Linked DNA regions of Sus scrofa: regions 2 and 3 are each linked to region 1. Evidence: chromatin contacts called from public HiChIP or PLAC-seq data. All regions are on one chromosome and are shown on one strand. Each heading gives the region's core, a stretch centred on a gene start, on an enhancer-like site or on the middle of the called end of the contact. The rest is flanking DNA. Distances are from core to core; before and after follow the strand shown.

Region 1 (4,873 bases), core at 948-3,447:
CCTAAACAAAGATGCGATATCCCCCCCCCTCCTGGGCCTCCTTCCCCCACCCATGCTTTCTGGAGCCCTCCGGGGCTTCTGTCCTGGTTCAGCCCCCCTTCTGAGTGTGATGGGGTCCAGCAGGAATAAGCCAGCTGCTTTACACCCCAACATATACCCTGGAAAGCAGCTGGGTACCAACAGGTCCCTTGTATTTTCAGGACCAAGTAGTGAGTCTTGATGGAGTGACCAACTTTCTGCTACTTTCCACCTCGGGGGCCCTGACAAGGCCAGGTGCTAGCGAGGCACAGGTCCAGCCTCAGAGGGCTCTGCTCTGCGCAGAAAGCCCTCACAAGCCCTGTGGGAAAGTGGCATGACAGGTGACAGCAAATGCGCGGGGACCCAAGGACAGCCATTGCACGGGCGCTCGCTCCTGCAGTGGACTTCTGGACAACATGGCAAACCGTGTCCTCAAACTCCCCAGGGCAGTGAAGGACCAGGGTCTCCTGTTCACGTCCAATGCGCTGCTGGCCCCACTGTGAGATGCGTTGCTGGAACGATGACTGTGAGCTTTGCACGTGATCCCTACGTCATGTTGCTCTAGAAGTTTGCACTCACTCTCGAGTTCTGTATTGACCTCTTAGTGGTGCAGTAACAGTTCACAGCTCTGCACCCACCCACACACCAGGGTTTGTAGCCCCTCTGGTGCAAAACATACCCCCCACCCCAGCCCACCCTGAGAGTGAAGGAGTTGGAGGCTTTCGATCCACTCTGAGAGGCTGGATCAGTCCCAGCGCTGAGGTCCTGGGGCTGTTGACTCAGGCACTTCAGCCTGCTGGGCGCTCAAAGTGAGCAAGCTGTGGCAGTTCTATAAAAAGCCTCTGGGCATGGAGATGCCAATGCAGGCAGCTGAAGGGGCTGGATTCCACAAATAGGCAATGTCCAGGGCGTGCACAGGCCCTAGGGGGTCTGCTCCAGCAAGGAGCCCTTCCTGGGGGCTCTCCTGGGGGGCTTCAGGGAGAGGGATTACTGAGGCATTTTGGAAGAAAACCAATTCTGCAATAGGTGGAGAAGGAGGAGGGGAAATTCCAAGAGGGTTGGCATGTGCCAAGGCCAGTAGGTCCCAATGGTCAGTGACCTCCCTGTGGGATGCAGGGCCTCCGTGTGACTCTGGACCACACAAGCCCTCGTTGGCTTTTAGAGAGTGGCCAGTCAGCCCTCTGCTTCCTCCATAGCAGTCCGCTCTCTGCTGGGGGCTGGACTGCAGGTGACACTGAACATACACCCCTGACCTCCTGGGGGTTCCAGCTTGCAGAGGTGGCTGTAATTTCCCCTTCTCCTTCAAAAGGGAGGACTCTGAAAGTCCCTACCAGATGGCCAGCAGGTACTGGTCGAGGTCTAAGCCAAGGCCCAGCCTTGTCCTCTCCCTGAGTGGCCTCTTCCAGCACCTGGGGTCCCCAAGGTCCATCCCTTAACAGAACAGCTGGGAAAACGGCAAAAACACGTCGATGTTGGAAGTGGGGCCAGACATCTGATGGCACATTTTTTTTTTTTTTTCACTTTTTTTAGGGCTGCACCTGCGGCACATGGAAGTTCCCAGGCTAGGGGTCGAATCAGAGCTGCAGCTGCTGGCCTATACCACAGCCACAGCAATGTGGGATCCGAGCTACATCTGCAACCTACACCAAAGCTCTGGGCAACACCTAACCCAGTGAGTGAGGCCAGGGATCGAACACACATCCTGACGGATACTAGTTGGGTTCATTTCCGCTGAGTCGGAACGGGATCTCTTCTGATGGCACATTTAAAACCCTCTCCTGTGTGTCTTTGCAGAACCTGCACCATTCAGGCTAGACCTGGGAGGAGACGTCTGGACAGGGGTCAGTAGTAGGTAACATAGGCAGGGCCACAAACCTTCCTTACGCAGCAGGAAGACCTCACCCCACCCCAGCTCTCAGGCTTCTGAATAGGCCCTGGGATCCATTTAAGGAGACTGACATGCCTTCAAGGAACCACCCCCACCCCTGCTGGATGGCACAAAATTAGAGTTTTCCCACAAAAGGCGTCCAGGCTCTGAGGGCATGTTCCTGTCTGCCTGCCTTTCCTTTCTGGACCCAGCCAAACCTTCTCAGAGATGTGCAGAGTCTAACTGCCTCCCCCCCTTTCCTGCCTCCTCGTGTAGTGCAATTCAGATCAGGCAAATTCCAGAGCTACCCAGCCCAGCAGCTTGGCAGCAGCTAGGTTGGGACCGCATGGTTGCTAAAAATGGCTGTTTCGCCCATCCCGGCTGAAAGAGACACAGGCTGACATTCTTGTCATAGTTGGAAGTGGTCCAGGGCTGACTTTCTCCGCAGCTGCTTTCCGCGGCAGCCCCCCGGCTCCACCCAGGCCTGGGCGAATTCCTCACACCAAAATCGAGAGCAGTATCTGCGGCAGACAGGAGCAGCGGTGGGGGCCTGGGGGCTGACAGCCGTGGCAGCAGCCCCGCAGCCCACGGGGAAGGGGGTCTGGTGTGGGGTATGAATTCCACCCTCACCAAGTGACCGTCACATCACCCTGGCTGCCCAGATGGGGAGCCTGAGACCCAGAGGGTTAGTGGCCTTTGGCACCTCATTCACTCCAGTCCCTGCACGTCTGAGGCCAGGATGCAGTTTTTTCCATGTGGAAACATTTTCATCCTGAGAGAAGCACATTAGTCAATGCGATGTCTGCCCTTCCTCACTGAGGGTGGGTCCTTGTGCCTCCCTTGGAGTCTCGGCTGCTCCCTCTCCAAGCCTGTGGTGCCCTCTGAGGCTGCACACAACAGCCATGCATTGGCCACCTGGTGCACAGTTTCCTCCTCAAAAACGTTCAGGTCACCCCGGGAGAAGCTTAACTGCCCTGAGGCCACCATGCTGGGAGGAAGCTCAGAGCACTCAGAGGGGCCCCAGTCAGCAGCCCCCGGGCTGGCCCAGGCCTGGGTCTGTGAGAGAAGCACATCCGGGGGACCCAGCCCCCATCTGCCCCGTCATCCCATGGGGTGGATCTTCCCCCAGAGCCAACCTGAACTCCTGGCCTCCGAATGCATGCATGCGGTGAAATAGGGCTTGTTTTATGCCACTAATTGTCAAGTAGATGGTGATTCAGCATCAGGTCGCTGGAATTGTGAGTGTCTGGGCTCCAGCAGGCACGACACACCCTCCCACACTCTCGGCAGCTGAGCCTGAGTACGTGGTTCATAAGGAACAGCCAGGATCAAGATTCTGCACCCGCCCTGCAAAGAGGCCACAGTCAAGAAAATGGGTAAACATTAAAGTTCGAGATGCATAGCTCTTCAGAGCTACACTGTTCCCAAACCAAACTAGGGGCAGCTCGAAGTTAAGCCAATCTATTGACACCAGGTTGTGGGGAAGGAAAAAGTGAAGCATTTCTATGTCCAGGGCAGCCTGTGCTCAAAAGGCCTGAACTCCCCAATGGGTTTCAGCAAAGCATCTACCTGGAGAAAACCATAAGTCAAAAAGGTACATACACCGCAGTGTTCATTGCAGGCCTGGTACAACAGCTGAGACGTGGAAGCAACCAAGATGTCCATCATCAGAGGATTGGATAAAGAAGACGTGGTGTGTTTATACAAAGGAATACTACCCAGCCATACAAAGCTTGAAATAGTGCTACTTGCAGCAACATGGATGGACCTAGAAATTGTCATACTAAGTCAGACAGAGAAAGACAAGTATCATATGAAGTCACTAATATGTGGAACCTAATAGAAATGATACAATAGAACTTACAAAAGAGAAACAGACGGAAAGATTTTTGAAACCAAACTTATGTTTACCAAAGGGGATAAATTGGGGGGTGGGACTAATATATACACACGACTATACATGGAATAGATGGGTAATGGGTGGGGACCGGCTATACAGCGTGGGAAATTTACTCAGAACTGTGTGGCCACCTACATGGGAAAAGAATCTGAAAAGGAATGGATATATGTACATGTATAACTGATTTACTTTGCTGTATGCCACAGCATATTAACAAACTTTATAAGCCAACTATATTCCAATAAATTTTTTTTTAGAAAAGATGGGGGAGTTCCCGTTGTGGCACAGCAGAAAAGAATCCAACTAGTAACCATGAGGTTGCAGGTTCAATTCCCGGCCTCGCTCAGTGGATTAAGGATCCAGCATAGCCATGAGCTGTGGTGTAGGTGGCAGATGTGGCTCCGATCCTGCGTTTCTGTGGCTGTGGTGTAGGCCAGCAGCTGTAGCTCTGTTTTGACCCTCAGCCTGGGAACCTCCATATGCAGCAGGTGCAGCCCTAAGAAGCAAAAAAATATATATATACAAAATCAAAATCAAAAAAGATGGGGAAAAGCCCACAAATAATCTGTCACCTACCAGAACCCCTGCCTTGAGTACAATGAGAAATGCACCCTCATAACCACACTCCTGTAGCCAGCGAGGCAAGGCCTCAGGCCAGTTAGCAAGTCCACCTGCCTGAACCCCAGCCCTGCCCTGACACAGCTGAGATGGGGCCACAGATGCCATTATGCCAGAACTGGCAGCAGGCCCAGGGTAGAAGAGGGGCAGTTGGAAAATGGGGGTGCCCAGAGTACAGGCCCTCCCAGAGCTGCTATGAACATTGTGAAGCGGGAAATAATTTTCAGTTCAAACCCTGCCACCCAGGGAAAAGGACTGCAGTCAAGCTGCCTTTCCCAGGGCCATCACAATGCTGTCTGCAGGCAGCTGGGCTGTTTGCAGGCTTGGGCCTGGGCTTGGCTCCTAGGCAGATTTCAGAGGCTTATCAAGAGACCAGGCAGGGCTGTGGCCGTGCAGCCTGAGGCAGGGGCTGGGGCCCAGGGGCAGCTGGGACCCAGGGCTGCAGGCGTTCCCTCCCCCCACTGTCTCAG
Region 2 (4,873 bases), core at 1,509-4,008, 250 kb before region 1:
TAAATACCATCAATGGGATTTTGAACCCAGAATCATATTCTGAACTTGTTAAAGAGAGTAGGGGAAAAAATGTGGGAGAAAATCTTTAAATGAACTCATTCATTTAAAATGAACTTCATTCATAAAACCTTTACATGAATCTTTGAAGGATCTCCCTTTGGAGAGCCAGATAACAGAATATGGTCTGAGGCCATGACACTCAGGTCTTGCTCTACCTGTAGGTGCCCTTGGGCTAGTGGACGTTGGCTGCATTATCTGCCCACTCGGCTCAGCACCCAGCCCTGTAACTCTCAATACCTGGTCATCCAGGCCTCCTGTCTCCCACTCCTTCAGTGTAACCAGATGTTTCCCAGGCAAGGCAGGACTGCAGGAGATCTGTGCTGGCACTTTCCACAGATACATTTTCAGGTGCTCATGTCTGTGTGCTTGAAAACATGTCACCCTGGCATTTCGGTCATTTCCATCAAGATTGTATTTTTATGGAAGTGAATGTCCAGAGACATTCTGTCCTTTAACTGTGATTTGTTGTTGTTTATTTTGCGAGCACTAGCTCTTCTCAGCCTTAGCACACTGAGAACTCAGCCATGGGACTCCTTGCGTGCCAGCCACTGCACATTCCCTAAGCACAAGAAACGGAGCGTCTCACTCATACTCTCTCCATGTGCCTGGAGGCAGGTTTAGAGCCACGCTGGGCACCCAGTGGGATGCACCTCTGGAGCAGGTGACAGGCTAAAGTTTCACCTCCAACTCAGTATCCTTGACAGAAGAGTAACTTTGTTGAAACAACATCCTGGGACCGGATCCAGGATGAATTTGCTGTGCCTCCTCCAACACAGTATGTTCTCAAGCCAGGAAATGTTTAAAACTGATCATGTCACTTTGTATGTCTTAGAAGCTGTTTCCAAGACCTGATTAGGGCATCAATAGGAAGCCGGATTTTTTTTCTTCCTCCAAAGTGTATTCGTTTCCAGATCATTCTGGCCTTGTTTTGCTGCCACGTGTGCTCAGCACGGCAGCCTGCTCTGTTGTCCTTCCCGATGATCATCCTAAAACCTGCCTGGTGAGTGGCACCTCTGATCCCCACCTAAGGTGGTGAAACCTGTAAACACTCACAGAGTACAAAAGGAGCTGAAAACATCAGGGGGTCATCAAAAGGATCCTGACCTCCAGACCACTGTACATGGTACAACTCAGTTTTTATTGCATTTGGCTGTAATCGTGTCCACAGTTAGTGCCTCCTCATTTCGGTCTACGCATTGAACAAACACATTATCACAGATCTTTACGAGCTTTTCAAAGAAACCTGTTGTTGATTTTCTTCAGCACTCAGCAGCTTGCTATGAATATCCTAACTGAATATGCTGCCAAGAAGTGAACACAAGACACACCTAAAATAGAGGCTCTGGCAAAGGTCTGGTGAGACGGGAGAGCTCACCACTCAGAGGCGACTAACACCAAGGCGACAGGCAGTCCTGCCGCTTGATGTGACCCAGCCACATTTCTACTTTCCCGCATAGAGAACCTCAAGCAGCGTATCATTTAACAAAAAATCCTTTAATTCTGATTTGGGCAAGGAAAGAGACACGAACCACGAGAGCTGCAAACCCGCGCATAGGACACACTCGGGCGTGTTTATGTAACACTGGGATCCTCTGAGTCACAGGAGACGTGAAAAACAGCCGTGCTGTGCATGGCAGTGAGAAGAACCTGAGCAGCCTACACCAGGCTGCCGTGCAGAGTTGCTGAGGCAGCAGCAGCCCTTGCAAAATAAGAAGGGACACAGCTGGTACATCAAGAGGTACCCTGAGGTCACCAGCGGCATCTCCCAGGGCTGCTCATGAGATGTGGGGGAAAGTGCTCCCAGAAACCACATGGAAACGAAACCTACGTCTCCTTGTTAACCAGCATTATTGAACAATTTTGGCCACAGGTTCCCTCCTAGAGGGAAAGTTCACAGGAACCCCCTCATTGTGACTTTTTTTAGTCTCCTCTGTTAAAAGCCTTCATACACTTGGCCTCACCAAGGGACCTTGACAATGGCCTCACCTCTGCTGACTGTGAAATACCCAGCTGAGCCGCTCTCTCTTTTTCTGACCCTGGCTGTCACCACAGCTCAGCCGGGAGGTTCATCATGATCCCTAAGTCTCTTCCCTCAGAGGAGTTAACACCCCCGAATACGTAGAATCATTATTTTTATGTGGAGAGATCACAGATCGATTATGCATACTCTTTACTTAGTTACTTTCCTGTGCTTTCTTGGTTTTCCATGATTTTTGTGGCATTTTTACCTCTGAAAAAAGAAACCATATATTTTGCCATCCCTCAATGGCATAAATAGCCCCCTTGTCAAAAAGCCTCAAGAACCAGCCCCGTGAGCCTGGGTCACAAGCAACCTTCAAGACTTTGCGGGAGCATCTGCGTTTTGAGTAGGTAGAAATGTTACAAAATGCTGCATTTTTGCTCTTAAAACATCTCCCTTGACTTAAATAGCATGATGGATAGCACCCAAATGAGGTTTTTCTTCCCCAGAAGTTTCTCCCAGAATAGAAACTGCCCACAGTATTTTTCTTGGGAATAGATTTGTATGGGAGTGTTCGCTGTTGACATTTTTAAGCTGATGCACCCTGTTATGCAAAGTTGAGCAGAAAAGGCAAGGTTCCAGTTGCCACTTTCGTTTTGTGACCTGAACGTTGCCAACTAGGGTAAACACACATTCACTAGTCAAATGCATTCGACACTTAGATTCTTAGCGTGTACATTCCTGAAATGCCAGCAGCTCACATGCTGGCCTGGTTGGTTTGGCGTTCTGGTTTCAAAGCTGAGGCAAGTGGCCCAAATCCTTTTCTTATCCTTCTTTGCGGCCCTGGAGGCCCAGCAAAAGGAAAATCCTGACAGTGTTCTTTAGGTGAGGATAAGGTTTCAGATGCTCCAATTTCTCTAGAGGGCCACTGCTCCATGGAGGAAAAATAGCCAACCAAAAATTCAGCAGCTGCCCCCCCTGAAAATCCAGGTTCTGGGGTTTGGGTCTTAAAACACAGCACCTGTTGCAAATAAGCAGGTGCAATCAGACTGCAGCTGTGGGATACTGTCATGTAGCCGGCTTGTATCAACATACACAGGGGTCCTTGTCAGTCTGACACATGAGGATAGGGCAGTAAAAGAATTTTGATACAGCTCCTGCCACCCCAGCAGAGAGGAACCAGGCAGAATTTATCAGGCTCCCTGCAAGCCATGAGAGGAAAACATTTATTTGTCTCAGTCAACCAGATTCTCAGTTGTCTTGTTGCTGGGTTTCTATGGCAACGATGTTCATTGTAAGTGCAGAACAGTTACCAATTCAATCTCTGGACTGCATCCCCATTGGAGGCTGCAAGTCTATCCTTCCCACTTTCCTTTGGCATCAGTGACTAGAAGGAAAGGAATGCATCCTGGAATGAAATAGCTAAGCATTTAGGCACTTGGCATTTTCCATCTCTCCCAGCAAGGAGCATACAAATCAAAGGGTTCTGAATGGGGGTGGGGGGGCAAGGAAGTTGGTATTGGACCCAAACCAATGGTAATAACCCAGATGTTCAGCTTGTCTTGGGATCCAGAGTAATTATTTTTATCCTTTCCACCATTGTCAGAACTTTGGTTAGATAATTCCGAATGAAAAAGTTCTACTAAAGAATTTCTTCTGTAACAGAGTCTTGGAGCCACTTCCGAGTGTGTTGCAAGAAAACCCAGGGCTGTTTTGCAAAGATGGATCATCTCTGTGAAGGATAAAAGCCTGTATTTTAAGTATCTCCTCTGCTGCTTGAATGCAGACATAGAAAACCCTACAGCGTGGCCCCAGGGTCAGAAAGAACCACTAGGCAAGACCCTGCAAAAAATGATCCCAACCACAGCCCACCAGGTTCACAAGTAATGAAAAACACGTAGTGATACCCTGATACCTGGATGTCAGGGTTTCACTCTGCTGCCTGGGACCCTCCAGAGAGGTGCCCATTCCTTTGGCTTCTAGATTATCAGAAATATGCAACCCAGAGCAAATGACAGGGCAGCCTTGTCATTCTTACACAGGCCTATCCTTATTATTGTTACTATGATTTCATTAATAGTAACACTAAAAAGGCTCTGAATTTTTTCCTTTTTACAGCCGAACCTGCAGCATCTGGAATCGACCAGGTTAGGGGTAAAATCACAGCTGCGGTTGCAGCCTACACCACAGCCATGGCAACACCAGATCCAAGCCACATTTGCAACCTAGGCTGCAGCTCGCAGCAACTCCAGATCCTTAACCTACTGAGCGAGGCCAGCAATTGAAACTAACCTCATGGAGACTATGTCAGATCCTTAACCCACTGAGCCACAACAGGAACTCTAAGTCTCTGACTTTTAATTAAATTATTCCTTCTTCCCTGTGCACACTCAGCTCCATACAGGAAAATGAGGTATTTTATTACCTTTTTAAGTCTCTATTTTAATTTACATTGGTTAAGCCAAATTGAAGCCAAACTCAACCCATCAGAACATCCGGGGGAAGGGGATGGTTCCCTTCCAGTAACTCAGTGGTGGAAAAACGGGGAGGTTGCACTCAACCCCCTTCTGACATAACCCATATTTGGCCCAGGCTTCTCTGGGGATAATGGGGAGCTGTGACAGGCAGGAGGATTAGGAGGTGATGGGCATATTTGCTACAATGTTTGATCTTGGAAGGTCAGGCTGTGTGCATTTGAGGAGGCAGAGGTCAAGCTAATAATTCCAGGGCTTTTCTTGCTGGTTCTGAGCAAGCAGTTTCCAGGAAGCTGGTTTGTTATTTTGGCCAATGACTGTTTATCATGATGCATTGGGGTGTTGGGTTTTTGGTTGCAGAGAGTGTGACAGTTCCTGA
Region 3 (4,873 bases), core at 1,004-3,503, 140 kb before region 1:
ACCCTGCTGTCCTGACCTCTCCTGCAAAGTGATGAGGTGACAAGGATTGGGGCAGGATCCTCTAAAATCAGCTCAGGAGTAGAGATATTCTGCAAAAGGCATTGAGAAAAAAATGAACTTGGCAGAACTTGACCCTGGGCAAGGGTCATCCTACAGACAGGCTGGCCACCTGGTTTGATAGATGAATGTGTGCCAGGGTGCGGCCACCCCACTGCCTGAGTGCCATGTCTGTGGATGCTTCTGCAGAGCTGAGTAGCTGCAACCACACAAGCCCCCAAAGCCTAAAATGTTTCTGGAAGGGACTGTTCTGCTCAAAGCTGTGTCTCCAGCACCCACAACTCTGCATGGCACACAGCATGTAGCACCTGCAACCATGGCACATGGACCAAGCTATATTTGTTGGATGAATGGGTGAGCCTCCCTCATGGAACAGAAGGTCTGGTGACGTCAAGCCCTGGAGACTCCTTGAATGATCCAATAAAATTCATCAAGCTAACATTCAGCCCTTTCGCCCAGCAAGACCACAGTAAGGATGGCTTTAGCCATCATCTCCCTTTTCCCAACTGCCCCAGTGCCCCCAGGGGTTTTGGTCCACAGGATGTGTTTTTGAAACTCTGTCCCACTAAGTATAGAGAACCCACTATCCCCATGATCATCTGTATGCTGACCACTGCCTTTCTGGCCTCTGAAACACAGTGACATTGGCTGAACTTTCCATGTTCTAAGACACCATTTGAAACTCAAATGAGTGTGAAAGGTATTGGCCAAATCATCGGCCTGACCTAGCACTTGCAATAAGGATCCTGACCAACCTTCTTCCCACTAAGGAGAAGACACCCTGCTCTCTCCCCAAACCCAGTTTCACGGTGTCTTTAGGGCTTGGTTCCACCCCAAAGGAAAACCAGGGCCTGGGAGACACAGTGCTCCTCCCTCCCTGACCTATAGCATCGTTAGGTTTGAGCCGTCCTGACCCTTCTTGACCCTGGGTGGGATCAGCTTTCCTAAGGATGCTCTTCCATTTCTAGGGAGCCTGGGACACCCCGCCGCAATACCAACATTCCCCCCACCCAAAGTCCACTCACTGGCACAGCTGCACTCCTGAAAATCAATTTCCAGGAACTGCCTCGGGCATCCCATAATTCCCCAAAGTGCAACTGCAAAATAAACTCTGATATGCCCTGGTTCCAGGAGCCTGGGGGCATGTCCTTGCGACACAGGAGGAAGAGGAGAGGGCTGGCCAGGGAAGCAGCTCCCCCGGCTGGTGTCGACATTCAGCCTCCTGGAAGTGGGCTGTGGATGTCGTCCAGGCAGGACACCTGAGTCCTGAGGGCCTCCCGTTACTTCTCCAGAAGGTCCCATAGAAGTGAGGCTGTGAACGAGCCTTCCAACATCAGAGACCTGAGTGGCATCACTGGTTCTTATCCTTCCCAGATGAGGAAGAGCAGGAAAGCCTCACTGTCCACATTTGTAAAATGCACTTAGTAAAACTGACTTCATATACCTCCCAAGAAAATCAGCAGCAACAAAACATGGAAGTGCTTAGCACAGGTGCCCAGCACATGGGAGATAAGTCAATACCAAACATATATGAAACCTGGGGAACAGGATGACAGGGGCAAACAGGCAAAAAAAAAAAAAAATACTGAAGAATAAAGGGAAAAGAAAGAAGTATATTTTCTAAATGGTTTAGGATTTTTTTTTCTTTTTTGCTTTTTTTAGGGTCGTACCCACAGCATATGGAAGTTCCCAGGCTAGGGCTTGAATCAGAGCTGTAGCCTCAGACCTATGCCACAGCCACAGCAACATCAGGTCTGAGCCATGTCTGCAACCCACACCACCACAGCACATGGCAGCGCCAGATCCTTAACCCGCTGAGTGAGGCCGGGGACCAAACTCTCGTCTTCATGGATGCTAGTCAGATTCATTTCTGCTGAGCCACAACGGGAACTCCAGGAATACTCTTTTCAAAAGTTCTAGCAGGGCGAAGTAAAAGCAAATAGTTGGTTTTGTCCCCAAGGCTGACACCCACACATAAATATGCAGAGACTATGTAGTTGGATGATTGTTTCCATAGTAACAGGATGCAGGCAACATTCTGGTACTCTGCCATAAAGTTTGTCCACCACACCGATTCAAAAGATCAACCTGAGAAATATTTTCGGTCTCAGCTGCTTAGATTGACTCTCTCCTAGTTTAGAGGACCACATGGTAAGCCTATTTTAAGACACGGTTTGGCCTGATAATGAGTGGGACCAAATGTTCCCACCAAGAGTACCAGGAGTGTGCTGGGCCACCTCACATGCATTCCTCAGATAGCTTCGTTTCTACCCTGCTCCTTCACAGGTAAAATACCTCATCTTCCGAGACCAAGCCATGACCACATAGTTAAGTTTAGCATGAATGTGTGAATGCAAAGTGCTTCTATTATTAAGCTGTCACAAGAGAGAAATATTTCTCCGGTGACATCTAGGAGCTCCCGGCATCCAGGGACTCCTTTCTCCAAATCCTTTCCAAATAGGGAGCTGGGAGCACTCTAAAACTGAACAAAGGGGACCCCAAAGAATCTGTGGATTTGAAACCATTCAACACATACTCGAAATATCTTTTGCCTTTGGTATTCAGAAAGCACTGTGAACTCTGAAGTATGAAGATCTCATGACCACAGAAAGTGAAAGCATGCCAACTGCACTGAAATCCCTCAGGCTCCCAGGCTGAGCATGCTTTTGGAAACTGCAATCATACCTTCTATCCACTCATGTCTTCTCAGGGCACTTGATCATTTTCAGCTTTTAAAAGAACCATGATGCCATCTCAGAAATGCTCACTCACTGGGGAACACAGGGTATGTTTCTTTTCTAGGATGACATATTTAAACGTTTCAAGAGTCACGAATGGCCTGAAAATTCAGAGAAAGTGAAACAGTCTGATACCTAGCATTTATTGAGGGCTAACTATGTTCTGGGCATTGGTTTGGGATTATTTTACTTGATCTCACCATTGTTCCATGATAAAGGATGGCTATCAATTTCATTTTTCATTCATTCCTTCAAAATTAACAACTATTGGAATTCCTGTTGTGGCTCGGAGGTAAGGAACCCACCTAGTATCCATGAGGATGCAAGTTAGATCTCTGGTCTTGCTCAGGGGCTTAAGGATCCGGTGTTGCCATGAGCTGTGGGGTGGGTTGCAGGTGTGGCTTGGATCCCGAGTTGCTGAGGCTGTGGCGTAGACCGGCAGCTGTAGTTCCGATTCAACCCCAGCCTGAAAACTTCCATATGCTGTGGATGCAGCCCCAAAAAATACAAAGCAAAAACAAAAACTATTAGTTAAGCATCTACTGTGCCCCAGACATCATGCTTAGCTGCTAGGCTGACGGCAGGGAACGGGACCATGTCCCTTCGCAGGCAGAGTTGATAATCAAATGGTGGAGACAGATCACAGCAAAAATCGCCCAGCTGTACTCACATCAGGTAGCGCTAAGTTCCTCAAAGAAAGATGAAGGGAGGTTAAGGGTTCAGATGAAGGGAGCAGGGTCAGGAGCAACTTCTAAGAGGAGCTGACATCTGAGCATCAATGTGCGTGGAGGGCAGAGGTGGCCAATCAAAATTCGAGGAAAAGCTCTCCATGCACGGGAAACATAGGGGGTGGCTGGGAGTGGAGGGCAGGGATCTAAAGGCAGCGGGCCATTGACCTCGCAGAGGTAGATGGGGTCCTAGTGTCAAAATCTGAGGGGAATGCATTACATCTTAGGTTTTAAGTTCCACAGGAAACGAATGGACGGTTAAGTGTATTCTGCTATCTCCTATTCCATCCCATTTCACATTTTATTTTTTTATTTTTAATTTTATTTTTATTAAAGTATAGTTGATTTACAGTATTGTGCCAATTTCTGCTGTACAGCAAAATGATCAGTCACACATACACACACACACACACACACACATACAGTCATATGTGTATATAAACATATACAGCCTTTTTCTCATACTATCTTCTATCACGTTCTATCCCAAGAGACTGGATATAGTTCCTTCTGCTGTACAGTAGGACCTCTTTGCTTATCCATTCTAAATGGAATAGTTTGTCTACTTCACATTTTTAAGAAAACACTAATCCCATAGCACTGAATTGATTTCACAAGACAGTTATACACACACAGTCTGAAAGCCACACTCCAGTCAATAACCTTTGCTTCATTATCCTTATCAAAATAGAGACATTAAAAAAGAAAGTTTCCATCACAAGAAAATAAAACATTTAGCTCTGTGTAATGGTGGCTATTACTAGGTTTATTGTGGTGATGAATATAGGTTTATTGTGATTCACCATACATACATACATCGAATCATTGCTGTAAATGTGAAACTTTAATAATATAATGTATTACTATAATGCCATGTCATATATATCACAGTTTTAAATGCCACCCCCAAAAAAAGAAAAAAAAAAGAAAGAGAGATCTAACAAGTTCAACTGTACTATCTACACAGCCAGAAGAATTAACTGTAAAATGGAATCAAATAACAGCCCCTCTGTATTTTACCTTCTGTGTGGGTTATAACTAAGGAAGCTAACGTACCTATGCACAGCAACGCAGGACTGCCTGATTTCCCGGGAAGCCATGAACTCCTGGACCACGAGGCCCGCCCCTGAAGGCAGCTGACTGCAGAATAGCCACCCCCTGCGGCTTCCAGCTCGCAGGCAATGCTGGGCATGTGTTGGCACCGATTCACCGCAGCAACGCAGAAGAATTCATATCATGATGCTCTTACAGGGAAAAAGGCTCCCCTGAAACCTCCATCTCCAATTCTGGTTGGGTTTGCGGCAGCTCTTCTTATCTGAAGTTGGCATTCCTGTCGATGCCTACTAATCA

What was found. HiChIP or PLAC-seq counts read pairs in DNA pulled down with a chosen protein or histone mark.
Region 2: a contact with region 1 is called in an H3K27ac HiChIP or PLAC-seq map of skeletal muscle, with 3 times the contacts expected there. The contact joins two enhancer-like sites. A contact is called at or near these places in 1 of 47 Hi-C or Micro-C datasets (skeletal muscle) and 1 of 2 datasets of contacts at active chromatin or transcription factors (skeletal muscle).
Region 3: an H3K27ac HiChIP or PLAC-seq map of skeletal muscle shows a contact between it and region 1. The contact joins two enhancer-like sites. A contact is called at or near these places in 5 of 47 Hi-C or Micro-C datasets (embryonic fibroblasts, fetal heart ventricle and liver) and 1 of 2 datasets of contacts at active chromatin or transcription factors (skeletal muscle).

Annotation. Positions count from the first base shown.
Region 1 is chr14:1,302,430-1,307,302 of Sscrofa11.1, reverse strand. No RefSeq gene overlaps it. Among named protein-coding and RNA genes, the nearest start is that of GADD45G, 140 kb to the right of the region's middle. Within about 2 kb of position 2,197, at least 13 of the 83 cell types and tissues checked have an H3K27ac peak or open chromatin away from gene starts, as enhancers often do. A contact at or near this core is called in skeletal muscle, where this site is marked.
Region 2 is chr14:1,557,941-1,562,813 of Sscrofa11.1, reverse strand. All of the region lies in intron 4 of LOC106505879 (a long non-coding RNA gene), which reads right to left. Among named protein-coding and RNA genes, the nearest start is that of GADD45G, 390 kb to the right of the region's middle. Within about 2 kb of position 2,758, at least 28 of the 83 cell types and tissues checked have an H3K27ac peak or open chromatin away from gene starts, as enhancers often do. A contact at or near this core is called in skeletal muscle, where this site is marked.
Region 3 is chr14:1,446,496-1,451,368 of Sscrofa11.1, reverse strand. LOC106505879 (a long non-coding RNA gene) reads right to left here. Exons shown (of 6, transcript XR_002338446.1): 1 at 4,580-4,873; 2 at 2,743-2,896. Among named protein-coding and RNA genes, the nearest start is that of GADD45G, 280 kb to the right of the region's middle. Within about 2 kb of position 2,253, at least 4 of the 83 cell types and tissues checked have an H3K27ac peak or open chromatin away from gene starts, as enhancers often do. A contact at or near this core is called in skeletal muscle, where this site is marked.